Regions from separate parts of the Pan troglodytes genome. Here region 2 is linked to region 1. Evidence: chromatin contacts called from public HiChIP or PLAC-seq data. All regions are on one chromosome and are shown on one strand. The core of a region is the stretch at or near the end of the contact, and the rest is flanking DNA. Distances in the headings are between cores, read along the strand shown.

The links. HiChIP or PLAC-seq counts read pairs in DNA pulled down with a chosen protein or histone mark.
Region 2: an H3K4me3 HiChIP or PLAC-seq map of stem cell-derived excitatory neurons shows a contact between it and region 1, with 9 times the contacts expected there. The contact joins the promoter of HNRNPUL1 here to the promoter of LOC738644 in region 1. A contact is called at or near these places in 1 of 7 Hi-C or Micro-C datasets (stem cell-derived neural progenitor cells) and 1 of 1 datasets of contacts at active chromatin or transcription factors (stem cell-derived excitatory neurons).

What each region holds. Positions count from the first base shown.
Region 1 is chr20:43,893,009-43,898,607 of NHGRI_mPanTro3-v2.0_pri, forward strand. LOC738644 reads right to left here and starts at 3,310. Exons shown (of 5, transcript XM_054672924.2): 1 at 1,971-3,310; 2 at 1,130-1,288; 3 at 751-912. The coding sequence starts at 2,054.
Region 2 is chr20:44,286,112-44,291,710 of NHGRI_mPanTro3-v2.0_pri, forward strand. It overlaps HNRNPUL1 (heterogeneous nuclear ribonucleoprotein U like 1), which reads left to right and starts at 2,173. Exons shown (of 15, transcript NM_001246526.1): 1 at 2,173-2,631. The coding sequence starts at 2,337.

The DNA of each region.
Region 1 (5,599 bases), core at 2,060-4,559:
GGAGGTGGAGGTTGCAGTGAGCCAAGATCATGCCACTGCACTCTAGCCTGAGTGACAGAGCCAGACTCCGTCTCAAACAACAACAACAACAAAAAGCCTAAGGGAAGGCAGAGTTGCCTTCCTGCTCCAGGGGTAACTGATTTGTGTTTTGGTCTGCACAGCACACACCTGCTGATTCTGGCTGATCTCATGCACCCGGGTCCCGCACAGGATCCCCAGACTCAGTAGGCACCTTTGGGCAGACAGTGGCTGTGCAGGTGGGTGTCGAGGGTGAGGGTGCGCGGCAGCCCCAGGGGCACCACGCTGATGAAGCACTGGATCTCGAGCAGCACTGCGTTGGTGTAGGGCAGGCACACGGGATAGTCCAGGCTTGGGGCGGGCCTCCACCCTACCACAGGGTCCAGCTCCTGCACCTTGGCTCAGGCCGGGGGAGGCTGTGAGCTGCGCACTTCCAGGACCCTCCAGCCATCCCCAAACTGCAGCCTCCCATTCTGGGTCTCTCCGGGTTGCACACCTGCCACCTCTGGGTACTTAAGCAGAATGAGGAGCCCATAGCACAGGGTGGTGCTCGTGGTTTCGGTGACGCCAAAAAAAAAAAAAAAATGCGTCGTCATTACCGACGTCTACTCCTGGAAATGGCTCTCCGGGTCCTGCTGTTACTGTGGGCAGAGGAGATGGTGCTGCCGCGTGCCAGGCACCTGTTGGTGGGTGGCATGGATAGAGTTTAGAGAGCTGGGACCCATGCCTTACCCATCTGGTCACGCAGTCAATGAAATCGCGGGGCTCCGCTGGCTGCCGCATCTGCCAGTGTCGTTGGATTTGCTCAGAGATGACCCGCAGCTCCGAAAAGTTTCGGAAGATTCGGTGGTGCGGGCCCGGGAGCCAGTCCATGAGAGACGGGCAAGTGTACATCTGGAGAGAGAGGGTCTGTCTCAACATGGGCCCTGCACAAGGTCACTAGGCCTTAGTTTGCCTACAGGGAGATTGGACTAGGACTTTGATACTGGATGTTCTAGAACTCTTACAGGAATCTGTCCCATTCTAATGATCCATTGTAGGTAGGTCTGTGTACTCGGGATTTGGCATAAGGCTGGACGCACCAAGGAAAGATTGTGGCCGGCCCTCTCACCTCGCCCCATCTGGAACTAATGATGCGGAAATTGTCACTGAAGAGGTTCAGGAGCCTCAGGAACTCCGGGTCCCCGTAGCCATAGCGGTTCCCGAAGACAAGAACAGATAACATTGGATACAGCATTATCCAGTAGCCGCACGGGGTCAAACGGGGCTCCTGGGGGTAGGAACAGGACGGTGGTCATAACGCGTGGTCCTGCCCCCGGCCAGCCCCATGGGCTTACTGGCTTTCTTCCACCCAAATACCTTCCCGTGGCCCCGTCTTGGCAGTGCAAGGGACTCTCCCACACCAGGCCCTTCCGCTCTCCCGGCCAGGCCGAAGCAATGGTGGCTTGAAATTCGTTTAGCAGACAAGCCGCCTCCTCCAGGACGCGCGCCTCGAGGGTCCGCGTACCCAACCCGAACTTCTTAAGCGCTCCAAGTGCAAAATTGCGCAGTGTCCACCAGCACGGCCGGTTAGAAAACAAGATTCGTGTGGTGGGGACGGGAAAGGAGGCGGGCCCGGGAGCCGGCCACGCCCTATCCAGGAAGCGCCGGGTCACTGGCTTCATCCCTTTAGGGGCTTCCGAGCCCTGCGGCCGGCTTCGTTCGCTTTGCTTCTTTACCACACCTCCAAGTGCCCTATCCACACATTGGCCCCGCCTTTGCTGGGTTCGATCCCTGACCTAGGCTGGCTCTGGGACTTTGAATCTTAGGCTCTTCTCTCCTCTAGGCTGCAGGATGAACCTCCATTCTAACCTTACGCTTTAGCGCCGCCCCGCCCTCTCTCGGCCGTTTGCACCTCATTAGCTGGAGTCTCTATTAGGCCCCGCCCCCACTTGCCCGCCTCTACCATTTACCCGCCCAGCCTGGAGCGTCCGGGCCGGCAAGTCCAGCGCCGGGGCCTCACTGTTTCCGCGTGTGAAGCGTTCGAAGACTGCCATGGACCCGCGGCCGGAGACCGCATCCGCCTGTAGCACTAACGCGTCCCGCAGCGCTGCGTAGCCGCACAGCACCACCGCAGGGCGCGGGCCCAGCCGCACTGTGAACACCCGGCCCCAGCGGCCGGAGAGCTACGGGTAGGCGGTGCTCAGCGGGTGCCCATAGGGTTCCTCATCGGAGCCATTGCCCCCAGCTCCCTCTTCCTTCAGACCCAGGAGTCCTCGTCTCAGACCCTCATTCCTCATGCCCAGGAATTCAGATCCCCAGCTCCTTCCTCCCTGAGATCCAGGAGTCCAGGCCCCCACTTCCTTCTTCCCTTGGGACCTAGAAGTCCAGCTTCCCAGCCTCCTGCACCCTCAGAGTCGTCTCCTGGGCCCTCAGTACTCAGCCTGCCCACCCTGAACCAGAACAGACCCCCTGCTCCCCTCTTCCCACAACCTGATTTCCTGCTCTGGGCTCCTTCGTTACGACCCAGTGTCCCTGCCCCAAGCTCTCCACTCCCTATTACTCCTTTCCTAGTACTCAGCAGGCCGGAGCACTCATCCTTCCTGTCCTTCCTCAAGATCATAGAGTACAAACCCTCAGCTGTCTTCATTCAGGAGGAGTTCTAGTCCCCAGCCCCACCTTCACGAATCCAGAATTCCGTCCCCCAATTCCTGTCGGGAATGGAGTGCGCGGTCCAGGCCTCCGGACTGCAGCTGCAAGTTCTCCAGCAATGGGAGCAGCCTGGGCCGGGGAGGTAGGGACCCCCGCATCTGAGCGCGGCACCCACCCTACCCCCACCACGCCGGCGCCAGCACCAGAAGCCACAACAGCAGCGCAGCGATACCCGCGATCATCATGCCTGCAATTCTCCACGCCTGCACCCCTTCACCTCTATTTGATTTCCAAGGGGTCTTAGGGGTGGAGCGGGGCGGAGACGCGATGTGGGAGGAGTGGGCGTCTCCGGGCTGCTCATTCCGTGGATTCCCCAACCCGACGTCTCCACCCCGCCCCCAGCCCTAGTGGAGCTGTGCCCTGGCTCCCCCTGGCTTTTTTTGTGTGTCTGCCTCAGCCTTTCTTACTTAGCAACTTTGCTGCACCAGCATTTTCATGGCAACACACCTGGACAACAGGTGCACCCTCCTGAGCCCCTAGCACCTTTGAGTCCAATTTACTTGGCCTGTAGGTGTGTATTCCTCAATCTCCGGGCCACCTCTGGGTCCCCTGAAGGCTGTACCCTGTACCTCTGATTCCTAAATACACACCGACTCTCAAATACACCACTTCTGGTTTTTTTTTTTTCCTTCTTCTTAGAGTTTCGCTCTTGTTGCCCAGGCTGGAGTGCAGCCGTGGGATCTCGGCTCACTGCAACCTCCACCTCCCAGGTTCAAGATTCTCCTGTTTCAGCCTCCCGAGTAGCTGGGATTACAGGCATGCACCACTAGGCCTGGCTAATTTTTGTATTTTTAGTAGAGACGGAGTTTCACCGTGTTGGCCAGGCAGATCTCAAGCTCCTGACCTCAGGTGATCCGCCTGCCTCGGCCTCCCGAGGTGTTGAGACTACAGGCCACTGCGCCTGGCTCAAATACACTTCTAAAGACACCCCTGGCACTCCTGTGCTCTGTGCCTGTGATTCCTAGGAGCTCACACCTGAGCCCTTGTCACTTCCCTTACTCTTAGGACCCTGTGTACTATGCTTGTTCCCCAGATCTGCCTTCAATTTCCCTGGCTTCTGGGTGTCCATCAGTCTGGCACTTCTGTGCCTCTCCTAAGTTCTTCAGGGTGCCTTTCTGCATGTTGATCCCCTTGTACTTCCATATTATGTCCTGCCCTGAATCTACCATCTCTATCCCCAAGGCACTGGCTCCCAGGTGCCCCCAAATGTTCTGTGCCCATGCTGCTGAACCCCCTGGTATCCAGTCCCCCAAGTCCCTGTCTGAGGCCAGGCCATGACGACAGACAAACTTATCCCTCATTCTCTCACCTATCCCCCCCACCCCCCATCCTAGGGCATGGGCTAGAGGGGGCAGACTCTGGCCTGGATGGGCCAGGGCTGTGGTGGTGGGAGCAGTGAGGTTGGGGCTGTATTTGGAACAGACTGTTCAGGAATGTGGTCCACCCTCCTGCCTGTCCCCACTTGGCCAAATCCAGCCTTCCTCCAAGTGCCTGGCACAGGGCCCAGACCTGGGGAGATGGTGGGCGGGGGGTGGGGGGGCACTGTGCAGAGCCTAGGACTGGCGTTGTCTCTGGGAGGGTCTCTGTGTATCTTTGTTTCATCTCTCAGTCTTGCTTGCTCCCTCCCTCCCTCTGTCTCTCCCTCCCTCCCTCCCTCCCTCCCTCCCTTCCTTCCTTCCTTCCTTCCTTTTTTCTTTTTTTTTTTGAGACAGAGTCTGGCTTCTGTCCCCCAGGCTGGAGTGCAGTGGTACGATCATGGCTCACTGCAGCCTCAACCTCCTGGGATCAAACAAGCCTCCCACCTCGGCCTCCCAAGTAGCTGGGACCATAGGTACACACTACCACGTCCGGCCAATTTTTGTATTTTTTAAGGAGACAGGATGTCACTGTGTTGCCCAGGCTGGTCTCCAACTCCTGGGCTCAAGCAATCTTTCTGCGTTGGTCTCCCAAAGTGCTGGGAGTATAGTTGTGAACCAGTGTGCCCAGCCTCCCTCACTCTCAGTCTCTGTGTTTCTGTGTTCATCTCTCTCTCTCCTCTTTCCGTCTCTTCCCATCTCTCTCTCTTTTCTCTCAGTCTCTGCCTCTGTTTGTGTCTGTTTTCTGTCTCTCTTTTCAGTATGTCTGTGTCTTCCCCTCCCTGTATCTCCCCCAGTCTGTGCTTCCCTTTGTCTCAGCCTGGCACTTCTGTGCCTCTCCTTATTTCTTCAGCGTGCCTTTCTGCATGTTTACCCCCTTGTACCTCCATATTCTGTCCTCCCCTATTCTGGGTCTTCCTACCTGTCAGCCTTTCTGGAACCTGGTGACTGACAGGGGTTGTGGGGCAGGACCCCTGCTCAGAGCTGCTGGCTCCACTGACAGCGGGAGTGTGGTGGGGCACAGTAAGCCGCATCCTCCCCCAGCCCTACCCCACCCTCTGTGACAGGCTTTAATGGATCCTCTTTATTATGGCTTCTGGTTTCTCCCCAGCTCCTGACTCTTCCTCCATTTTGCTCGGGTGGGCTGTCCTCTGGAATGTCAGCTCTTCCAGAGCAGGGATTTTGTCTTGTTCGCTTCTGTATCCCAGCACTTAAAGTAGCGCTCAGCACAGCGGTAGGCACTTAGTAAATGTTTGTTGAATGAATGCCCAATTTTTCTTCCTCCCTACCTCTCTTTGTTTTTTTATAGAGATGGGGTCTTGTTAAGTTGGCCAGGTTGGTCTTCAACTCTTGGTCTCAAGCAATCCTCCTGCCTCAGCCTCCTAAAGTGCTAGGATCACAGGTGTGAGCCACCGTGCCCAGCCTCTTTCTTCCCTTCCCTCCCCTCTTTTCCCTTTCTTCTTCTCTTCCCTTCCCTTCCGTCTGTCTTGTTCTGTCGCCCAGGCTGGAGTGCAGTGGCACCATCATAGCTCACT
Region 2 (5,599 bases), core at 923-3,422, 390 kb after region 1:
GCCACGAATAGGAAGAGACACAGACCTAGAGTCAAGTGACACAAATACTCAAGAGACATGTAGAGTACAACAGGTACTCACAACCCCGAACGTTCAGACTGACATAGAAACACAGGCACAGAACACCTCCGATCATCACGGACCCACAAAGGGCCTCCAGCGAAGACCAGCCCACCGTGTCTGGCACGCACTCGCGAGCGGGCGTTCGCGGGTGTGGCCGGCAGCAAATGGAGAAACCCTTGTTGGCAGCGCCCGGACGCCCTCCAGTGGCGGCTCCTGAGAACCGGGGACAGTTCAATCCGGGCCACAAACTTTTTTAGAACAAATCATTGTGGGAAGCTGGGAGGAGAGAGAGAGAGAGGAAGTCGGACGTGGGCGAGGGGCGGGGTGTCTGGACTGGAACCTCTGGGCCCACGTGAGTGTCTGTCCCGCTGCTGAGTGGGTGCTGTGTGTCTGGGTTGCTGTAGTGTTCGCTTGTAGTGCAACTATCCTGTGTTATCTTTATTATTCGATGCCGCCTGCCTCTGCGGACCGTAGTGGGCACATCTACACTGCAGCGGGGTGCCTTACCCAAAGCAGATCGGAATTGGGGCCGGGCGCGGTGGCTCACGCCTGTAATCCCAGCACTTTGGGAGGCCGAGGCGGGCGGATCACTTGAGGTCAGGAGTTCGAGACCAGCCTGGCCAACATGGTGAAACCCCGTCTCTACTAAAAATACAAAAATTAGCCGGGCATGGTGGCGGGGACCTGTAATCCCAGCTACTCGGAAGGATGAGGCAGGAGAATCGCTTGAACACGGGAGGTGGAGGTTGCGGTGAGCTGAGATAGAGGCCCTGCACTCCAGCCAGGGCAACAAGAACCAGACTCCGTCTCAAAAAAAAAAAAAAAAAAAAAAGAACAACAAAAAAAAGAACTGGATGCGTCTGATCTGACGCACGCCTGTTTGTTTACGTCTGTGGGGTGTGCCTTTGTCTAAGTAGAGATAGTGTGTGGCTTTTGCGGGGTTAACGTGTGGCTCAGGAGGCAGTGGGCGTCTGCATCATGTATCCCGATTGCGTCTTACTCGAGTTTTGTTTTGAGTTAGAGGCGACAGGTGGTGCAGCGTTAGACACTGGGAAGCTCTGTGGCTTTTGTATTCCTGAGCGCGAAGGTTAATGACGGATCCGTGGGGTTGAGCTTGTCGGTACAGACGCCAGACAGCCCGATTTACGGGAACAGCCGATTAGAGGATTCGGGAGAGCGGTCGGTGAACTTCTGGATGTCTTTCGGGAGGGGAAGGCTCTATGGTCGCGTGCAGAGCGCCCGTTCCACGTCAGGTACCCGACCATAGAGCAAGGCGGTCGCGGACTACCCAAGGGAAGGGGAGGCCGTGTCCTTTACAACTTGCCTCCCGTTGTTAGTCTAGTTTCTATAGCCAAACCTTCGGGACTCTCTAAACTCAAAATTTTGCTTTTCCTAAAGGCAACTGGGTTCCTTCCAGATTACGAACTGTGTATCCACTTAATCTCTATTTCGTATACCTCCTCCTACAGCGAAATTTGTGAGGCAGTCCTCTGAAGCACGGCCAATCTGGTGAACTTTTCCTAAAACGAGCCATCGCTACCAGCTTTAGTGAGCTAAGACAATAACTGCGATTGGTGGGCAGATTGTTTTGAAACCGCCCTAACGGCAAGGGGCGGGCTCCTGGTGAATTCATCTCTTTCCGGTTTCTTAAAGGCAACAGGAAGGAGGGGTTTCTGCCGACCCTCCATTTGATTGGTTCTAGTGGTTTTACCCGCTCGGACTCCTCAAGGGGCGGGAGATATACACCAATCGGAATGTGTGTTACAGAGACACTTAGTTTGATGAAAGACTGCGCAGGAAAGGCCGTGGGACGCTCATTCTGAGATCTTACCGTTGATTGGACCAAATTGTTACTCCCTTATTTTCATTGGGCCTTACGGCAGCCGGCGCGCGAGAGTTACCCAATCAGCAAGCGCTCCGCCTCCTGCCTTTTCCCGCCCTCCGCTCCGGCCTCGGCTTCGACGTAGGCCAACGCTTCCTCCCCGGTAGCTCCTAGGCCTTCTCGTGGCCGTTGTTTTGAAAACGGCGCTCTGATTGGCTAGGTTTCCGGGCCCGCGCCCGTTGCCCCACGCACTGACCAATTGGCACTCATGTTACATCGGACGAGGCACGAGTGAGGGGGGAGGCGGTGGCGGCGGCCATTTTGAGCCGCTGCCGCCATTGGAGTGGGCCCCCCCCCCTTTCCCCCTTCGCCTCCTGACAGGAAAGGTTTAAGGGGGACAGAGCCCTGGGAGGCCGGGCCGGGCTCGGGGGCCACCCCGGGGGCCCGGGCCATGGATGTGCGCCGTCTGAAGGTGAACGAACTTCGCGAGGAGCTGCAGCGCCGCGGCCTGGACACTCGAGGCCTCAAGGCCGAGCTTGCTGAGCGGCTGCAGGCGGCGTTGGAGGCCGAGGAGCCTGACGACGAGCGGGAGCTCGACGCCGACGACGAACCGGGGCGACCCGGGCACATCAACGAGGAGGTCGAGACCGAGGGGGGCTCCGAGCTGGAGGGGACCGCGCAGCCACCGCCGCCCGGGCTGCAGCCGCACGCGGAGCCCGGCGGCTACTCGGGGCCGGACGGACATTGTGAGAGTGCGCGGGGCGGGGGCCGGGGAGCCCGGAGCCTGGGCCGAGGAAAGGGCTGTGGGACGCGGGAGTCCAGCGCCTGAGGTCGGGGAGACGACCTGAGGATCGGGGGATCCCGCTACCCGCCGCCGAAAAGGATCTGGGGACCAGGGCCCCAGCACGACCGGAGGGTGGATCCTGACACTCGGTGCAGGGGGGACACTGGGGGAGGGGCCTCTGGGTTTCGGAGGTGAGGGACGGGGGTGGCGGGGAGGATTCCGTACCGTAGGGATCGGAGACCGGAAACTGCTTTCTGGAGCCGAAGAGAGTCGGAAGAACAAGAGGTTTTCCGTTTGGGTTGGGGAGGGTCTCGAAAATGGGGATCCTAGGGTACGGAGCTCCGTGGGCTTGGCGGTCGTGCTAGCCCAGCGTGTGGGCTGGGGGGTGGGGAGCGGTGTTTCCAGGGTGGGGAAGGAATGTCCAGGTGTGCGGGGCTGCGAGAGTTCTGAGGAAGGAGGATCCTGGAATATGCCGCTGGATGCGATCCTGGGCGTTCTCCTATTTGGGTACGGGGGTGGGTGGGTGAGGTGGAGGCGCTGGTGTCTGTGGCTGGGGAGGGTCCTCATGGACTGAGTGCTTTGGAGTTTGGCTAGTGAGCATTTAGGGGCTGCGGGAGATTGAACTAGGGGGCACCCCCATCTCTCTTCCGGGGCTGGAAGGCCACCCTTGAAGCAGGCAGAGCCTGGACATTAGGTGCTGGGAGATCTGAGGACTTTCTGATTGGCTTCTAGAAGAGGTATAGGGAGCCCTGGTGTCCAGAGGCTGGCGGGGGAGAGGATGCTTCCCTGGACAAAGGATCTGGGGGTCTAGAGCTAAGAAAACTGAGGGCAGATAACTCTTGAGGCTGCTGCTGACTGGTCTGGAGCTAACTGTGGGGTTTTTGGAGAACAGGGGGTAGCTGGGGGTGGGATGGGGGCAGATGAGTTGGTAACATTCCAAGTGGATGAAATGTGTGGCGGGAGACAGAGGATCCTGTGTCCAGCACAGGAGTACGTATCTGGCTTAGCGAATATGGGGAGGGGGGAGGCCGTAGGGAGCAAAGAGAAAGAAACCTGTTGACTTCACTGGAGGCCTCAGAGTGGAGTGTGGGGAATGTTTCTGGACCTGAGCGTCTCCAAGAGAAATCTCGTCGGTTCCCAGAAGCAGTTATTTGTGTACCCAGGGAGTGGGGGCCCTCGGGGAGCAGCACGGAACTCTTCATCAGCCAGGAGGTGTGACTCTGGGAATGGGTTCGGGTAGACCTGCGGTCGTCTGAGGAGAGGAAACCCTGATATGGGACGGCGTGAATCTTCAGTTAGAAAAAAAGCAGCTTTCGGGCCGAGTGCAGTGGCTCACGCCTGTTATTCCGGCACTTTGGGAGGCCGAGGCGGGCGGATCACGAGGTCAGGAGTTCAGGACCAGCCTGGCCAACATAGTGAAACCCCGTCTCTACTAAAAATACAAATATTAACCGGATCTGGTGGTGTGCGCCTGTAGTCCCAGCTACTCGGGAGGCTGAGGCAGGAGAATCGCTTGAACTTGGGAGGGGGAGGTTGCAGTCAGCCGAGATTACGCCATTGCACTCCAGCCTGGGCAACAAAAGTGAAACTCCGTCTCAAAAAAGAAAAAAGCAGCTTTCTTTCTCTTTTTTTTAAATACAGATGGGGGTCTCGCTATGTTGCCCAGGGTGGTCTTGAACTCCTGGGTTCAGGTGATCTGCTCACCTCGGCCTCCTGAAGTGCTGGGATTACAGGCGTGAATCACTGCACCAGGCCTCAGGGCAGCTTTCTAGTAGGACTGGGAAATGGGGGGACTGGAAAGGTTAAGGAGTAAGTAGAAGGGATTCTGGCGTAAGAGTTTGTGGAGTTTTTCTGAAAAGAGGGCACCCTGGGACTTGGGGCTAAGGGGATAAGGAGAGAAATGAGGTAACAGAAGAGACAGGATTTGGGGTTGGAATTGGATACTTGTTCATAAGAGAATTTCCCGGAGGGAGATAACGCGAGTGTGGATTTGGGGTAGGCAGTGGCCTAGAGATTATCGAGGACCCAGGTGCTGGAAAGAGGACTTCCCATTGCAGAGACTTGTGAAGAAAGGAGTGGGCCTGTGTGTGTGTCTAGAGCAGGAGGGATCGTGGCAGGAATGCCTAGCAAGAAAGGGTAGTGGGTTAGTAGTGACCTGGTGGTCTGGGCAGAGAGTCATCTCTGAGAGGAAAGCGAATTAGGTGCTTTGGAGCGTAGACTCTAGACTCAGACAGACTTCGTTTCAAATCTGGCTTAAAGATATTGGCAAGTCACTTCGCCTCTGTGGGCCTGGTTTCCTTAATGTGTAAAATGGGGTTAATCAACAAATAGTGTGTTCACAGCCCCTCCAACCCCTGAGGGGTGTTATGAATGAGATCACATGTGAAGGGCTTATCACTGGGCCTGCCTTTTATGAGAAGAGGGATGTTTTAGAGAATGGAGAAGGACCCTAGAATCATAGCTTCTCCAGGAGGGGCTGCCTCTGTGAACACAGGAGAGAGATGCTGGGGAAAAGAGGCTTTGTGGGAAGAGGAGCATTGTGCTTGGAGCCTGGAAGCAGCAGAATAGTTTGAAAGGGCCCCATATTCCAATTAAGGAGATAATGCTATTTCTTCCTCTCTCCCTTACTTGCTACAACAAAGTCCTTTGAGCCCCCTTCATGCCTCCCTTAAGCCCTCCTTCAACCTTGGTAAACAGACCGGTAGCAAACCACATGACCTGTGACTTTCCTCCCTTTGGGCTGCACCTGGTTTGTGCCCAGATGTATTTATCCTCTGAGAAGGAATCCGATCAGTTAGCAAGTGGCAGAATAGTCTCTCCTTCCCTTTGGTTCTGGCTCACGGCTCCTAGCATAGCCACTGGTAGGGCCCTTGGGGCCCTAACTGAGAGCTAGCCCCTGGGGAGGAGAGCCTGTATGCTGCCCATCCTAG